2 separate regions of the Pan troglodytes genome follow, and region 1 is linked to region 2. The links are chromatin contacts, called in public HiChIP or PLAC-seq maps. All regions are on one chromosome and are shown on one strand. The core of a region is the stretch at or near the end of the contact, and the rest is flanking DNA. Distances in the headings are between cores, read along the strand shown.

Region 1 (5,716 bases), core at 1,928-4,427, 210 kb after region 2:
GTACAGTATCTATCACTCACTAGGTACTCAATAATTAGTTTTTGACTGAAACTAAATTTTCTGAATTATCAAAAATTAATTCTAGTCAAGATCAGAACTCCTAGTGAGGCCAAATAAAAGAACGTGTCAGGTCTTTCAAATGCCATATTCTTCAAGTCAATTCTTTCCATTAGAACAAGTTACTTCCTACTTTCTCAACATCTGGGTTCCAGATTTAGGAATCCACTCTATCCAAGATAACCTGTATGACAATGAAGATAAGTCCTGGCCACCAAATGAAGAAGTAGCACGCTGCTGCCATGCCTAGCTCTGTGGACAGTTTTTCAGCCTACGTCATACTGACTCTTGACTGCTCTAGCAGCCAGAGCACAAGATATTGAAGAAACCGAGTTCCTGATCACGAACCTCACCTAGCTCTTCTGCTTTGACATTAGCTGTCCTGAAAACAAAATCACAAAACTTCACCCACAGAATCAAAATCTGACTTATGTTTAAAATGACACTGTTTTCTAACATGCCAGGCTATTCATATTTCTTCCAATATATGACCAAGTTCATTTTCAACACTTTCAAAACACTATGCTAGGATGCTTAGCCTTAAGGCTACCAAACTAGTCCCAAAAAGATGTAGTATCTGGAAACAACTTAAAGTAATTTGCTACCACCAGGCATTTTAAAGATCAAAATGAAGAAAAATGAAGTTTTAAACTGAATGAGAGGGAGAGGGGGAACCTAAAGATTTGAACATCGATTTGATAGTCAAAACACCAACAGAAAAAGAAGAGCAGAAAAACAAGTGAAGAGGCTATGATTTTGATATTATGTGCTAGTTTTTAAAAAACATCTTAAGATAGGCCAGACACGGTGGCTCACGCCTGTAATCCAACACTTTGGGAGGCCGAGGCGTGCGGATCACTTGAGGTCAGGAGTTCGAGACCAGTTTGGCCAATATTGTGAACCTCATCTCTACTAAAAATGCAAAAATTAGCCAGGCATGGTGGCGGGCACCTGTAATCCCAGCTACTCAGGAGGCTGAGGCAGGAGAATTGCTTGAACCCGGGAGGCAGAGGTTGCAGTGAGCTGAGATTGCACCACTGAACTCCAACCTGGGAGACAACGAGACTCTGTCTCAAAAAAACAAAAAAACAAAAAAACTCAAGATTAAAGTAACACAATTGCTGGGGTAAAAAATAAGTTACAGAGCCAAAAACGTAACTGTTACAAAGGAAATCTTAAAACTAAATATTTAAAGTTGGTCCTTGCTAATGACGTTTTAAAAAATCAACTAAGATGAAAGTACACAAAATAAGGAATAAACAGTAATTAATACATATTAACAATACCTTTTTAACAGATAAGAGATTATGGAAACTCTCAAATACAAAACAGTGTAAACTGCACTAAAGAGATATTTACATGTTTTTTCTGAAATAAACTAGTATGATTAAGGGATTGCGATGGCAATTTAACTCCCTTGAAAAAAAAAAGATTTCATTATAGGGTATGAAATATGGGGCTCCTGGAAAATTGACGGAAACCAGGACACTGGGAGAAAGGCCCTGGGAGGGACCCCTGAGCATGGTCCCCCTGAGATTTGACCAGTTCCAAATATAGGCAAGGATCTAGGATGAGAAGAAAGAAGAAAATGTATTTCCCAAACAGCCTCACTGTCAAAGGACTGGGATTCAGCCACTGTACCTTGCAATCCTGATCTCCCATGGGGGAACGACATACTTTTTCCTCTCTAATCATCACTTGTCCCACCCCCACTCTCAACACACACATCCCTCTTAGCACATTAATCAGTGAGACTCCTAAAGGTGCAACTTCTGAGATATAAGAAATAGGATCCAAGAAATCAACCCGACATTTTACAGGCACCTGAGCCTTGAGTTCACACATGCTTCCGGGACTTGTGAGCCAGCTCAGCCCTGCGGAGACACCCCCATCTCTTTGAAAGCAAATGCCTTTAGGAGGCGGGGGACAGGCGTTAGAAGAGGTGGTGGCAAGGTCCCTGATTTGGGGACTAAGGCTAGGACACTAACCACCAGCTTGCCATAAACACTTCCAGATTGGGAATGGGGGGCGGCGGGGGGGTGGGTAAGAGAAGGGACTGGGAAACTGGCAAATTCTCAGACTGGGACTTCAGGATGTGGAAATCGGGAGCCACTGCTGAGGTGGCCAAATGAAGGTGAAGAAGCCCAAGCGTCTGAAGTGCGGGCAGGGCCTGAGGCGTCTCGAGCTTATCCAGCACACCAAGCGAAGCCCGGGCAGCCTAAGCGCGCGCCACCCACACCCAGGTCAATCGTCCTCCCCACCCCCCGCACTCATCCCAGCCCTCGCGCAGGGCTCCCCCCTTCCCCGACCGCCCCCCAGGCCTCCGTCATTCCCCCTCCTCGCCCGGCTCCCGGGCCCCGCCTTCGCCTTACACTGAATGGGCGGGTAGCAACTGGGGTCCTCGCCGCCGGGCTGGCAGCGGCTGGAGAAGGCGCTGCGCGGGGTCACGTAGTTGCTGGGGAAGATGCCCACCCGCTGGTTCAGCTGCCCGGTCCACCAGCCCTCGTCGCCGGACACCTGCGAGTCCTTGGACAGCACCTCCACCACGTCGCCCAGCCGCAGGGTCAGCTCGTCCTCGCCCGCCGCCTCGTACTCGAACACGGCCGTCCAGTAGGGCAGCGGCGCGTCGCAGCCCAGCTCCCCGGGGCCCGCCGCCGCCGCCGCCTCCTCCTCCTCCTCCTCCTCCTCCTCGGCCCCGGCCCCTGCTCCATCCTCCCCCGGCGGGGCGGCAGCGGCGGCGCTCGCTAGGCAGCCGAGAAGCGCTCTGGAGGGCTCCATGGAGCGGCCGATCCATAGGGTGCGGGGCCGCCGCCGCCCGCAGGAGCCGCCGCCGCCTATTGTTCATGCGCCTCCGCAGAGCTGGGAGGACCCCCCCCCCTACGACGGCGGCCGCAGGTAGGGCCCGGGCTGGCAGGGCTGGGAGAGCCGGCTCGCCGGCGCTGTTACCGCGGTAGGAGAAGAGCGCCGAGCGCGAGCGCTTCGCGCAGCCTAGGGGCGCAGCGGGCCGAGCCCCGCCTGCCCGCTCGCCCCCCCGGGGGCGGCCTCGTCACCTCTGCCGCCGGTACCTGCTCGCGCAGCCGGTGCCCGCCGCTGCCCGCCGGCCGCCGCTCTCCTTTCCGCGCCGTGCCGTGCCCCGCCCCCCGCACCGCCAGCTCGCCGGGACCACCTGACGCGGGCCTGGCTCCGCCCCAGCCCCTGCGGACCCGAGGGGGCTCCGCCCCACGCCCGCCCCGCCCCGCGCCCGCTGCCTTCCCATTGGCTGCGGCCGCCCAGTCCCCGGTTCCTCCGCCGTGGTTGGGGCAGGCTAGCTGGCCGTCTCGCTGGTCCCCCTCACCCCCTGCGCCGCCGACGCACCGTGCCTTCCCCCATTGCGGGCTCTGTCATTCTCAAACCCAGGTCGACCCACTCTTCCCGCCCACTGGCCCGCCGCAGCTCCCACCATTGGCTCGCGGCACCTGTCCGTTTCCTGGGAGAGTTCAGCACCTCCCGGCAGGAAGAGGCTCCGGCCTCATTGGGTGCGTGAGGAGGGAAGGGTGGATCCTAAAAGGTAATACTGAGCCTTCATTCAAACTAAAAGGCTGGAAGGGAGGCCGCTGCCTTTGTTTGCCATGGATGGGTAGGGGCTGCACTGAGCAGCACCGGTGTTCTTCATCCGGCTGCACCCCCAACAGAGCTCTTTCTTCCCCAGATCCCTTTTACAGTTGGATTCTCCCTCTTGGATCTGGCTCTGCCTTAGTCCAACCTAGAGGGATCAGCTTCGCCCACGCCCACTCTCACCCGGAACCTTTCATCTCTTATTGAAGCCTTTTAGGCCCATTGGGATGTTCATTAGAACTCTGAAAACTACAGTTCTCCCCTTTATGAGGACTGCACCACAGCTCGCCCTCTCCTGGGTTCCGGTAAGAAGAGATTCCAACACCACTCTTTTTTCAGAATTCAGAAAGGCAAGAGACCACCTTACTGAGCTTCAAACTGGGGCTGGGAACGCTGCCATGAATTGGGCTTGGTCTGTCTGAAGGGAGCCACCTTTTCGACAATCCTTAGACTTCTTTTGCCTGTTGGAATTACACCTTGGATCGTGGCGAAGTCTATAGAGGTCAGATTAAGAAGAACCAAAGCAGAATAAACGTAGAAGCCGATGCTGAGTTCACAAGTGAGGACGACCTCTTCCTATATGCTTTGCTGTACCCTGCGTTTTGAACATTAAGGACGAGATAGGAGGCCCATAATGTTTCTTCTTGCTTTAATCCTATCGTGGCAACGTTGACTTCCAGTAAGAAAGGTTCTCTGATCTTTTTTTCTCTTTTCTTTTCTTTTCTTTTCCTTTCTTTTCTTTTCTTTTCTTCCAGGGTCTCAGTTTGTTGTCCAGGCCAGAGTGCAGTGGCGCAATCTCGGCTCACTGCAGCCTCAACATCCTAGGCTCAAGCCATCCTCCCACCTCACCCTCCTGAGTAGCTGGAAGTACAGGCTCGTCTTGAACTCTGGGCTCAAGTCATCCACCTGCCTCGGCCTCCCAAAGTGCTAGGATTACAGGCCTTAGCCACCTCACCTAGTCCTCTGAAATTTCTAAATAAGCCAGTGCTGAAGGATCTAGCCCAACCTCTACCAAACTTTGTTACCTTTTCCCCTTCAGTGGTAGGAATAGACATGATTTATTTAGCAAGGGTGAGTGCTTTTGTTGAATTTTAGTTTGGGGTTTATTATTACACAAACTAAAGACAGCGGGGCAATTTGGAAAGATAACTAGGCAGCTGCATGACTTCGGGCAGGTGTCCTAACACTGTACTCTTAAAGTGAGGGGAGTGAACTGGAAGATATCCTGTGTCCTCATAGTTTGAACATTCTGTGGTTCGCTCATCAATATGACTACACTGTATAGTCATAGCACACATTTGAGGTCTTGAAGAAAAGAGATGAGGCTTGTTCTAAAAAGCATCCAGAGTAGGTCTTGAAAAAGGATTTCTGTTTAAGTAAAGACCTAAAACAATGCTCAGATTCTTATTTTACATAGGATCCATGAACTGGAAAAGATATGGATGAGTCTGAGTAAATTCTCTAGGTTTTGTTTTAGACAAAACCATTCCACCATCAAGCAGCAGAGAGCAAGGGAGTGGGGATGGAGGTATATTGTGTTTTTTTAAAGGCCATAAGAAAATAATTGTCTTGATAAAATTTTAACTTAGGACTGGGTATGGTCGCTCGTGCCTGAAATCTCAGCAGTTTGGGAGGCTGAGGCAGGAGGATCACTTAAGCCCAGGAAGGAGACCAGCCTGAGCAACATGGCGAGACCCCTATCTCTACAAAAAATTTTAAAATTTGCCAGGCATGGTGGTGCAAGCCTGTAGTCCCAGCTATTTGAGAGGCTGAGGCAGGAAGATTGCTTGAGCCTGGGAGGTCAAGGCTGTAGTGAACAGTGTTTGCTATACCGCACTCCAATCTGGTGACAAAGCAAGACCCTGTCTCAAAAAAAAAAATTTTTTTTAACTTGAGGGAAGAAGAGTCTTACAAACTGTAGACACACAGCAAAACAGAAACAGGAAAAAAAGTACTAAAAAGAGAAAAATGTCAATGGTGGGTCTCTAAGTAGTCGGATTATGAGTAATTGGGTAAGTTTATTGTCATTTTGCTTCTCCATAACTTCGTATGTTCTACTATTTAG
Region 2 (5,380 bases), core at 600-3,099:
TGTAGATGAGATGATAATGATGTAAAAGCTAAGGGATAAACAGGAAGTAGAGTTCCCTTAACTACAGCCACACGGTTTCATATTTAGCATAGAATTAAATCATAGCTTTTAAAAAGACATGATAGAGCTAGATACTTTTAATAAATGAGCTTGTATTGGCTATTGGCTTTCATGATGCTTCATACCACTGACTGTACTGAACACCACTAGGTGTAAATCATGAACATCAAAATGCCTATACAATACTGGTTGAAAAACTTCAATCTCTCTTATACTGTCATTACCTCAGGCATCTTCAAAGAAGTCAGACCTAATTCAAGGTGACAGGCAGTTTTGAGCCAAGTGACTCAACCGAGAAAAATTATATAAAGGTAAAATGTACTTTGTGTGCTATAAAATAAAGGAGGAGACAGATGAAGTGCGTTAATAACCAAATAATTAGTATAGACCATTTAGATAGTTCATCATAACTGGATCATGCAATAACCAAATACACAACAGGCCAGGAAATAACATTTTCAGAAATGGCCTCCTAACTGGTTTTCCTAATTCTACCCTTGCCCTCCTACACTGTTCCCAGCAGCCAATGTAGTCCTAAAAAAAAGTCAGATCACATCATTCCTCTGATGGAAACCCCTCCAATGGCTCTGCGTTTTACTCAGAGGAAAAGCCAAAGACCTTATCATAGCTTTCAACACCTTTCTGACCTCATCTCCTTCCCACATCCTCTCTCACGACCCTCCAGCCACACTGACCTCCTTGCTGTTCCTTTAACACACCAAACACACTCTTATTTTAGAGTCTTTGCCATGATCCTAACAATCTGAATTATAAGTAAAACATTTTATAAACTAAATATTTCTTTTTTTTATTCTGTAGCAAGGCAACATGTTGACATAGCCCAAGCATTCTAACAGCATTCTAACCATCAGCAAGTGATGAAATAAATAATGAAAGACACGTATGTAAAATCATGATCCAGAAGTGCTGCAGATCGCCAGACAACTATAAATGAGAGTATTTGTAATAAATGTGTTAGACCCCAATCCAGTTAATATTTAAAAAAGGCATCTCAAACATCTCCCTTTAAAAATCAAGTACTATATACACAAAAACAACTCTACATGCTCCCCAAGATCAAGCAGCAGTTAAGGGGTGACATCTCCATACATTTATTCACTGACTGATTCAATATTTGAGTACCTCTACAGTTCAGCTGTGAAAAAAATACGACCCCGCCCATAATAATTGCTGGACGTTCGATGTAAAGTATTATCGACTCAAAAAAAAAGAAAATATCTGGGATTCATGCTCAGGGACCCGTGTGGCGCGGTCTAAAGAATTAGGCAGCCACCATGCCAAGTCCCAAGAGATGAATCAAATCAAGTTGGCTTATTACCCCATTCCCTTCTCTGCCTAAACGCCATTCCTTCACTCCAATAGAATAGCCCTAATGTTGCTGCAGAGATACGTGTGTAGAACAAAACTCCAGCTCTGAAAGTTCAAAACCCAGAGCTTCTTCCAACCCCTTCTCTCCGACGCTTCCAAGAGACGCTCCAAGAACTTAGAAAAAAAAAAAAACTCGTCAACGTTTCGCTAGATCACAGCCTTGGGTTGTCCACAAAAACCACTCAAAAAAGCTTGAGACCTCACACAAAGGAACCTAAACCTTGAAACCGCGAGCTATAACATCCCAAACTAGTCCATAGACAATCAAGAGACAAAATATAGCAATACAGTATACCTCGGATATCCACCGCCGCCATAATTCCGAAAGCGTTTACAGGTTCTCTTTCCGGCGCAAAGTAAACGTAAGCCTAGGCCGCCGGAAGCAGCGGGTTGAAGAGAGTGCGCATGGGTGAGGAGGGACGTAGAGCGGAAGAGGGGGCGGGGCGGGCAGGAGAGAGGCAGGGGGTGGAGGTGCGGGTGGGAGGGGAGGAGAGGCGAGGGGGCGGAAAGCGGGAGAGGCGCGGGAGGCGGGAAACGTGGGATGGGGTGGGGTGGGGTAGGGGAATGGGAGGGGATGGGAGGGGACGGGACGCAGAAAGGTTGGTGCAGGGGAGCAGGGAAAGACTAGAAGAGGGATGGGCCAAAGAAGGAGAACGGGAGGGCGGATTACTGGGAAAAAAATTAGAAGACTTAGAGGACAGAAAGACCGAGTTGAGTCCCGCCCCACGCCCACCACTGATGGAAGAATTCTGTCTTGATCGTCTGTGATCGTCAAGAAAACAAATTCTGATGCTGTAGAGTTGTGCTTGGGAGTGTCTCTTTAATTTTAAAAGCTCCCCGGGTGTATCCACTGAGCTATCAGATTTAGGAACGATGGTCATTTATATTTTTCTCCCTGCCTCAGGTATTGGGATGGGACAGGACTTAAGAATTTGGGAGTCATTGGCTTTTATGTGACTAAATCCATTAAAAATCTAAACCAATTAAAGAAGCCTCTGAGAAAAATTTCACAACACAGGAAATGCTTCTGAAGTGAAATATTAATAAGATTAAGAGAAAGGGAATACCCCTGGGTCCCAGAGTAATGAGCAAATGTCTGCATTCCAAGTAGTCTGGAGTAGGTAGCAAGGCTCCAAAGAGGGAATGATTCTGTGTACGGGGAAGCTACAGAAAGCCTCAGATTTTCAAGCTTCAGTGTGGCTCTGTAAAAGCAAAACGATACAGAAATATGAAAACAACACACAGATACTAGGAAGAGGATGCCAAAATCTGAAGGAGGGATGAGGGCGGGTGCCTACATCTTCTCCAAAACTTAGGTACTGTGAAGACTCCCCAAGAATTTAACCACAACCCAGGAGCAAGAGGGGAAGACCATAAATTTAATTGGGATTTTCAACCTCATAGACAAGGAATTAAAAATTTGTTAACTCCGTAGAATAAAAGTACATTGCCTGTACATTTCAGTTTGGGAATTTTCTGCCTGAGATGGTATGTATAAAATAGGTGTCCCAACAGAAGTATGTGCATGCACAGAGTAAAGTTTTGAGAGAGAATTTTTCAGGAGGGCCTGGTTGGGAGCCTAGTGGGAGGACATTGCAAAAAGGAGGAGTATCGTATCCAATAAAAAGTGTGATCCATAAAGCTTTTTGTTTTGTTTTTCTAGTTTTTTGTTTCCTTGTGTTTTGATTAGGCTAGAAGGAGATTAGGAAGAATAGTGACAGAATGCAGATCTGTAGATAATAAAACATATGGTATGCATGGTAAATAAGACCTGGAAGCTCAACCTTTATTTTGTAGGCAATGGGAGAAATGTGATCAAGCTTCCATTTTAGAAAGATAACTTGAGGAAGACAGGGCGAGGTGGCTCACGCCTGTAATCCCAGCACTTTGGGAGGCCAAGATGGGAGGATTGCTTGAGCCCAGGAGCTGGAGACCAGCCTGGTCAACATAGCGAGATCCCATCTCTATTTCTTTTATATTAATTGTTTCAATTAATAAAGAAATATAAATAAAAAAGTGTGGTAACAAAAACAAGAGAAGACAAGATAGGGAGGAAGCCACTTTGGGTAGGACAGTCAGGACAGGCCTCTCTGAGGAAGTGATACCTGAGATGAGACCTGGAAGATGAAAGCAAATCACTCATGTGAAGAGCTGGGGCACAAGCGTATCAGACAGAGGGGACCAAGGACCCTACAGTGGGAAAGGGGTTGGTCTGAGAACCACAGAAAGGCCAGTGTAAGCCGGGTTGTATGAGTGAAGGATGAATGATGGGAAAAGAGACTGGGAATGAAGGCAGGGGCCAGATGATAGAGAGCCTGGTCAATAATTTATTTTTTATTCAAAGAACATAGGAAGCTATTAAAAGATTTGAATGAGTAGAATGCCACAAAGGTTCTGACTGGAAATTTGTTTATGGATGTCAAAAGTATTTGTTGTGCTTATTGAGCCACTTACTATGGACGAGGCACTGTGCTAAGCACTTTGACGAACTATCTAGTTGTTCCCTCAAAACAATTTTATGAGGCAGAAGCTATTACTCCCATTTTTAAATGAGGAGACGGACTGAAGCAGATGAGCTAGCTTTTCACCAAACTTATTATCTACTTGGGTATACAGCTAAGCTATATTTTCCACCACCCTTGCACCTGGATGGAGCTACGTAGCCAGTTCTCATCAAGGGACTGTGAATGGAAGTGATAAGTGTTACCTCCAGGCCAAGACAGTGAAAAACACTGGTTCCATCTTCACTTTCTCTCTCTGTATTCACCAGCTAGATGCCAGAAAAACCTAAGGTCATGGATTGAAAGTGGTGGTGATGGGGAGTTGGGGGGCTGGGGTCTCTGAATGACTGACCACAGGTGCTGAGCCACCTTGCTGACCTAAACTGGATCCAAAGCAAGAAATAAGATTTTATTATGTTAAAACACACACATGCACACAAAATTGCTATGTACTGTCTCCTCCATAAAATCAGTAATACTGGTGTAATCTATTTTCTGTAGGATATATTAAAATGTGTACCTGCCTCCACTATATACAGTATGACCTTTTGAGGCTTTAGGATTTGGAAACTTAGATAATTTAATATGTAAGTGTCAGAATGCAAGTAAAAGAGAAAAAACAAGATCTTCAGTATGGAAGTGGGAATGATTTCTGATTGGTTAAAGATGAAATGATGCTCATGGATAATTGATAATGTGTGGTACTCATCTTCCTCCATAAGATCACCATCTAGAAAAACAGCTTTCCTTCACACACGCTCCCTTTAAATACCTGACACCATGATCCTCGTTACTACGTTTTTCTTTCTCTAACATTCTCTCCAATATTCTAAATTTACACGTCATGTCATCCCACTCTGTACCTATAGAAATGTGTGCCCTTCCTTATAGGAATACCTCTATAATTGCCTGGCCTGAATTCAGACTCTTTTCTAAAAAAAAATTCTCTAGACTGTAAACTCTGTGAGGACATGGTCATGTCTGTGTTTGCCTGGTGTTACTTACTTAGTCTCTGGCAGGGTGTTTTTGATATAGTAGGTGTTCAACAAATATTTGTTGAATGAACAAATTCATGTATAAATGAATGGATGATATGATGGCCCTCAGATAAATAATAAACTTCATTAATTCAATAATAAATGAAATATGAAATTGTTAATGGAAATTGATTTATGGGAAGTTATAAGAAAATTCTTAAAATCTCTCCTGATGTTAGAATGATGCCAAACGCACAACTTTATTTATACTAATATTCTAAATAAAAACAACATGGTTATATTTTGTTTGGTGTCCTATCAGGAAAGTATTTTAGCAAATGACAAATGTGTGGGGTGTTTTTCCTTCTTATTTAGTGAGGAAAAGTCCAGCTACTTCATTATACAAAGCAGAAAATTGCCTTAGAAATACTGAGGAATTATCTCTGAAAAGTT

Evidence for each region. HiChIP or PLAC-seq counts read pairs in DNA pulled down with a chosen protein or histone mark.
Region 1: a contact with region 2 is called in an H3K4me3 HiChIP or PLAC-seq map of stem cell-derived excitatory neurons, with 2.1 times the contacts expected there. The contact joins the promoter of MAP3K9 here to the promoter of MED6 in region 2. A contact is called at or near these places in 1 of 7 Hi-C or Micro-C datasets (stem cell-derived neural progenitor cells) and 1 of 1 datasets of contacts at active chromatin or transcription factors (stem cell-derived excitatory neurons).

The regions. Positions count from the first base shown.
Region 1 is chr15:68,789,931-68,795,646 of NHGRI_mPanTro3-v2.0_pri, forward strand. MAP3K9 (mitogen-activated protein kinase kinase kinase 9) reads right to left here and starts at 3,178. Exons shown (of 12, transcript XM_016926277.4): 1 at 2,430-3,178. The coding sequence starts at 2,835. It overlaps LOC100608197 (a long non-coding RNA gene), which reads left to right and starts at 3,625. Exons shown (of 2, transcript XR_674161.5): 1 at 3,625-4,339.
Region 2 is chr15:68,583,079-68,588,458 of NHGRI_mPanTro3-v2.0_pri, forward strand. MED6 (mediator complex subunit 6) reads right to left here and starts at 1,850. Exons shown (of 8, transcript XM_510038.8): 1 at 1,745-1,850. The coding sequence starts at 1,766.